Linked DNA regions of Sus scrofa: region 1 is linked to region 2. The links are chromatin contacts, called in public HiChIP or PLAC-seq maps. All regions are on one chromosome and are shown on one strand. The core of a region is the stretch at or near the end of the contact, and the rest is flanking DNA. Distances in the headings are between cores, read along the strand shown. Region 1 holds the start of DBT (lipoamide acyltransferase component of branched-chain alpha-keto acid dehydrogenase complex, mitochondrial). Region 2 holds the start of EXTL2 (exostosin like glycosyltransferase 2).

Evidence for each region. HiChIP or PLAC-seq counts read pairs in DNA pulled down with a chosen protein or histone mark.
Region 1: a contact with region 2 is called in an H3K27ac HiChIP or PLAC-seq map of alveolar macrophages. The contact joins the promoter of DBT here to the promoter of EXTL2 in region 2. A contact is called at or near these places in 2 of 2 datasets of contacts at active chromatin or transcription factors (alveolar macrophages and skeletal muscle).

The regions. Positions count from the first base shown.
Region 1 is chr4:117,882,682-117,885,916 of Sscrofa11.1, reverse strand. It overlaps DBT (lipoamide acyltransferase component of branched-chain alpha-keto acid dehydrogenase complex, mitochondrial), which reads right to left and starts at 1,260. Exons shown (of 11, transcript XM_003481505.4): 1 at 1,107-1,260. The coding sequence starts at 1,157.
Region 2 is chr4:117,395,634-117,398,648 of Sscrofa11.1, reverse strand. EXTL2 (exostosin like glycosyltransferase 2) reads right to left here and starts at 1,438. Exons shown (of 5, transcript NM_001243549.1): 1 at 877-1,438. It overlaps SLC30A7 (solute carrier family 30 member 7), which reads left to right and starts at 2,266. Exons shown (of 11, transcript NM_001136211.1): 1 at 2,266-2,414; 2 at 2,623-2,724. The coding sequence starts at 2,335.

The DNA.
Region 1 (3,235 bases), core at 11-2,510, 490 kb before region 2:
ACCTTTAGAAACACCAATATTTACCAGTTAGGCAGGGAAAAAGGAGGAGGTTGGGATCAAGTGTTCAAAGATGTGGGAAGAGTAATATCGGGAAGTTGGTGTCAGAGAAAACAAGGATGAAGAGCTTTCAAAAGAAGGCAGGCTTTCTTCTGGTTACCTCCTACTTAGTTTTCACAAATTTCAAATCTCACAGTATTTTCTGGGCATTTGCCTCATCTTTTCGTGCTGTGCTGTAATTGCTTGTTTAATATCCTTCTCTCTCTGCCCTGTGCCAGACAGCACGGCTGTAATTAAACTGAGAGGGTAGAGTTCAGTCTAGTCTTATTCACATTTGCATCCCCAATTCCTAGCACTGTACCTGCTACATAGCAGGCTCTTGAAAGGTTTTGTAACGTCAGGGGTCGAACACTGTAGAAAAATCCAAAAGAGTGGACTCAGGACGATAAACGCTATGCAAATAGGACGAAACACTATGCTTACAGGGATGTTAACAGTTTCATCTCAGCAAAGGGAACTGTGTCAAAGGGGAGACAAGAAGGGGAAATAGTGATGAATGGTAACTCTGGTGATACAAAAGTTTGGAAAGATACCGGTGCAGATGTAGGAGGCAAGTATAAGCCCAAAGAACAAAGCTTGAACCTCTCCGCTGCTCAAGCAAGGACTTAAGGAGTTGTTTCCTTGCCCAGTCTCCTCCTCTGGACTGTAAATTCCTCGAGGGCAGGAGTCGTAATTACCAGCGTCCGGGACAAAGAGATGCTCAATAAATGCTGAATGAATATAGTATATCTCCGTACCTCCAGTGCCCGGTACCCAGAGGGTGCTCAGTGAATGGCTACTGGGCCAAAGTCGAGCTGGGCTTTGGGGTTCAGATGGAGCGGGAGGAAGACCGGGTTACCTCAGAAGCGCACGCAGGTAAGGAGAGAAACTGGGTCTCCAGCCAGGTTGGCTCGCCACCTTCGCTGCCCTTCGTTGTGCACACATCCCTCCACCTTTCCATCACGCGAGACCTGCACGCGAGGCACTCGGAGGACAAAGTTAACACACCTCCCCCAGGTGACGCCGGACAACCACATCTTCCCGACCTCAGATCTGCCCAACCTGCTTACCAGCCGCCCAGCATTGCGGCTCCAGGTCCTCAGCACACGCGCTGCAGCCATCTTACTCCGGAAATGACAACTGCTCCGGGGTTGGACGAGCTGCCCCGGCGGGGACCTATCCGGAGCCGGAAAACGCGCCTCCCCCAAGCCTCGGGTGGAGAGCGAAGGAACGAGCCTCCCACCCAAGAGCCAACCAGGGAGCGGGGCGGGGCTGAGAATAACCCCAGAGGGGGCGGGGCGCCCTGCGGAGAGGGAAAGAGCCTGGGGGAGGGGAGCCAAGTGGGGAGGAGGGCAGTGCAAATTTAATTTCCGTGACGCTTCTGAGTAAAGCACTGCTGTGTAAGTAATGTGCCCTCACGATCGTCTTTTCGGTCCAAGTAACGGAGGAAATAGAGTATGTTAAAGAAACATGAAGGGTATTCACCTGGAGAAATTTAGGTTGAAGTAAGATCTGCAGGATAAGTAGGAAGGAAAAAAAACAAAACAAAACAGAAACATTCCTTCAGCTTGTTAATATAACCACCTTGGTTACAGGAGACGGTACTGTACTCTGTAGCAAGGGTCTGTACCCATGGTGGAGTCAAGTCTATGCTGGAATACTTCCTAATGCCTGGCATTTCTCACTTCATTGAAAGTTCTTGGTTACTGAAATTGGCTTTTAGATTTTTTTTTCATGGAAGATGAACAAGACTACCAGGTTTGAGATAAACGTCATCGAGGTTACCTCTCCTTCTGGGATAATGCTGCACGATGTTGCTACCCAACACAGGCAATATACATCACAGACACAGTACCTGGATTTACCTGCCTCATGGAGAAATGCCGAATAGATGTCGGTGAAACCGATAAAGAAAAGATTAGCGCTTTAATTGTCAATCCTCCTCACAGCAACTAGGAAACTAATTGGTAGAAATGTCCAGGATGATACTTTTCTATTCTAGCCTCTTAAATAGGAATGAAAATCTGTACAGATGTCTAAAGAATTACAGAGGAAAAGGCCAGAACAAAGGAAAAATCATAAATCCTCAACACTGAAGATGAGTGGCTGTAAAACAAAATTTCATGTATTTCATAAATTCACTAATATTACTCAAAGTCAGACTTTTGCCTTATTTGCCTTTCAGTGTATTCTCTCTCTCTCTTCTGCTACTTTGATTTTTTTAACTTTCCAACAAAATATTTTATAGGTACTAAAAATATACTATATGCCTGTGTTTGTATAAAGAGGTAAAGTAGCTATGCCTTTGAACTGAATTATTTTTCTTCCCAAGGTCCCTATAACACCTTCTTCCTCTTTTTTTTTTTTTTTTCCCTTTTCTTTTCAGGGCCATACCTGTGCATATGGACGTTCCTGGGCTATGGGTCTGCAGCTGCCAGCCTACACCATAGCCACAGCAACGTGGGACCTGCACCGAAATTTGCAGTAACTCCAGATCCTTAACCCACTGAGTGAGGCCAGGGATCAAACCCGCACCATGTAGGGTTCTTAACCCATGGAGCCAAAACGGGGAATTCCCCACGTTTTTCTACTTTACCTAACTTTACCTTCTCCCAAGAAACTATCTGTTTTCTTTTCTTTCACATTTTTTTTTTTACCTCTGTGGATTACTGCTTCCCAACTTCATTTTATGTTGCCTTATCTTTCCTTCCAATATCAAGAGATTTGTCATCTATTCACTAGTTAATCCTTTCACCTGGGCTCCAAATAACCAGATAACCCACGTCTTCTTTTTAAAAAGTGAATAAAATGGTTATTACCTGGCAATTCCATTCCTAGGGTACCCAACAGAAATAAAAACATAAGTCCACACAAACTAGCACAAGAATGATTGTAACAGCCTTATTCCTATTAGCCCCAAACTAGAAATAGCCCAAATGTCCTTCAATACACGAATGAATAAACAAAATGTGGTGGATTCATATAATGGAATATCATTCATCACTAACAATGATTCAAGTATTGGGAGTTCTCTGATGGCCTAACAGGTTGAGACTCCTGCATTCTCACCACTGTGGCTCTGGCTGCTGCTGTGCGGAGCAGGTTTGATCCCGGGCCCAGGAATTCCCATATACTGCCTGTGTGGCAAAAAAGAGAGAGAGAACGTGAAATAAACGTTGCAACTCTCATCAAAATAATA
Region 2 (3,015 bases), core at 189-2,688:
CCAATTACCATTTCTAGTAAAATGCTTTTCGTATTGCAGTTGGTAATTTTGCCACTTAAGGATGAAAGATGTGAAGTGGCATTGCCGCCTTTTGAAAGAAGGCCCTCATGGGAATAGCTATCTTATATTTTGGGGGTGAGGAGTGGGGACTTAGGAGTCCCAGGACCAATACAACTGAAATTAAACTTCAATTTTTCCAACTTATTTAAAAGCTATTATGAAAAAGGGTATTGCAGATTTCTCTATAAACCAGCTGAGCAATTTCTCATCCAAAGCAATATAAGATAAAATGCAGAATTTATCTTCAAAGGCAGAATACAAAAACACAAGCTCAAATTCCAGCTGACCTTGATGAGTTAAGGGAACGCTGCAAATCAGTTGCTGACATTTAGTTACTTCCATATACCCTCACCTCCCCCCCCCCAGCAAAGTTACATCATATTGAAATAAAGCAGCTTTGGAGAAAAACTCAATTGCCATGGAAATATTTATCTTGAACCCAGTTTGTACCCACTGATGTTTCCCTGGCAGTGCAGTTGAATAAAATTCAGTCTATGGCTAATATAAAAGCTTCCTAAAAATATAAATAAATGCTACTAATTGAAAATATTTCTTTAAGTTAAAATAATGAAATATATGCCTAGAAAGGCAAAGTACTCTTTCCAGAACTTAATTTCTGGAATCTAGCTGTTTTTATAAAGCAGTTTTAATTAACATGGACATTTAAAAAAAATTGCAGAGTACATAAATTATGTTTTTAAAAATAAAACCACCTAATCACCACCCCACATACTCACAAAGTTCCAAGGAGAGCAAAACACATATATGCTCACTGCAGAACATTTTTAACATGAGAGCATTTTGGTATTTCCTTACCTCGAGTGCAGAAGATTGCAGTGGGACCAGCCGATTTATTTGCTTGCAGCTTGGTGATCATAAAACGGAAGGGGCGTCTCGCTTGCTCATTTTTTGTTTTTTTCCAAACCCAGTAGCGTGCAAGGACTTGGCGTCACTCGCTGGATGGATAACCTGGATGAAACGCTGACCGCAAAGAGAGAGCCTGAAGCAGGGGGCCGTCCCGGGCGGCCACCCCTCCCTTTCGGTGACGCTCCACTTCCTGTTAGACTATAAGGCTGTTCCCAAGAAGCTCGGTTTTGTAGTTTCCAGCCCACCTCCAAAAGCCGGTCGTCCTTTATCCCCATTTCTCCCCCAAGACAACACCTTGTACTCATTCAGGTGATGGACCACCTGACCTTACCCAAGCAATTTCCCGGAAAGACGCCCGAAGACGAGTTCCAACGACCGTGGGTGCCCAGGACAGGCCCGTCGGGCTAGCCTCCCCGAGCTCCGCACGTCCCTGCGTCCCACCAAAGAGCCTGTTTTTCCTGCACTTCCTCGCGATGGGCAGTGGGGTTCTGACGAGCGTTAGAGCCGCGACTGCGGCCTCCGGGATGACCTGGAAGTGAAGGGGACGTGTAGGAACTCGAGTTTTGGGTTATCTGCGGATTGAGAATTGTCGTGGAAGCAATGCCTTAACCAAACCTGCATTCCAACCCAGTCTCGTCGGCGCTCCTTTTAAAGGGTTCTCTTAAATACATTTAAAATTCTTTCGGAAGACCTTTATTGATTGCCTCCAGCGTGGCAGTACGGAGAGGTCAGGCGCTGTTTTCGGGGGGCGGGGCGGGGTGGATTGTTAGGATGTGGGTGTCCAGGGTTCACCCAGCAAAACCATCATTTGCGCTTCCTGTGGAGTGAAGGCGAGAGAACGTGCGGCCTAGGTTCTTAAGCACTGCTGCCCAGGGCATCAGGTCTTAATGATAACAGGGGTAAGGGCGAAAGGGCTGGCGCTGGACGCCAGCGCATCCGGGAACATCGGCGGTAGGCGGTCAGGGTGGACGAGTGCGGGCTCTCAACTTCCCACCCAGCCCAGGCCGTGAGAGGGCCAGCTCAGGACTTTCCTCCTCAGTCCAGGTGGCGGGACTCCACCCCAGGTCGGCCCTTTGGAACACCGAGTCGTTGCAACCACCTTTAACTCGCAGAAAAACCCGCGCAGCCCCGCCCCCTGTCGTAAGCCCCGCCCCACCGCGCAAGTCCCGCCCTCGGCCCCGCCTTCCCCCTTTCCCGTCCCAGGACGCGTTGCGCGGCCCGGGCCGGAAGTCGGCGGGTTCCCGGGTGTGTGTGTCTGAGTCTGTGTCTGAGTCTGTGTCTGGAAGCGGCGCGCGGCCCGGGACAAGCTCCGGGGCTTCCCATCTGAGGCGTCACCACTGTCACTACCATCACCCACGGAGCCGCTACTAGTGGGGTGTAGACCCGGCCCTTCGCCGGGCAGAGAAGATGTTGCCCCTGTCCATCAAGGACGATGAATACAAACCACCCAAGTTCAATCTGTTCGGCAAGATCTCGGGCTGGTTTAGGTGCGGGGTGCTGTGTTTGCGGGATGGGGATGTCTGGCAGAAGGGGAGAAGGCCCAAACCTAAGGATGGCTCGAGGTCCAGGGAGGGAGCGTCGGGGACACCCTCGTTTTGAAAGTGTGGACTGGGAGGGTCTTGAAAGGAGAACCCAGCCTCCGGGTCCCGGCCCGCTTTGACTTTCCCGGCTCTTCCCCACTTGTGTCATGCCTAGGTCCATCCTGTCGGACAAGACGTCTCGGAACCTGTTTTTCTTCCTGTGCCTGAACCTCTCTTTCGCTTTTGTCGAACTACTCTACGGCATCTGGAGCAACTGGTAACCAAAGGGAAAAAGGGTTGGGGCGGAAGCAGAGGGTGGGGGAGACGAAACACTGTTTGCTTAGTGCCACGTAGCTGCTCACCGGGAGGTTCAGGTCTTGCCTTTGCCACCACCTCTGCTGCAGAGTTGCTTTCTCATATCCACACTGGTCTGGCATGCTTACGTTTCTTAAAATTCTGGGCCATCACATGCAGCAGTTAAAATTTAGGTCCCCGCTCCCTCCTTCCACCACCACCCCCTAGTCCGATAAACGCGAGTGCCAAGACCCTTCTTCAGTTTGACACATGG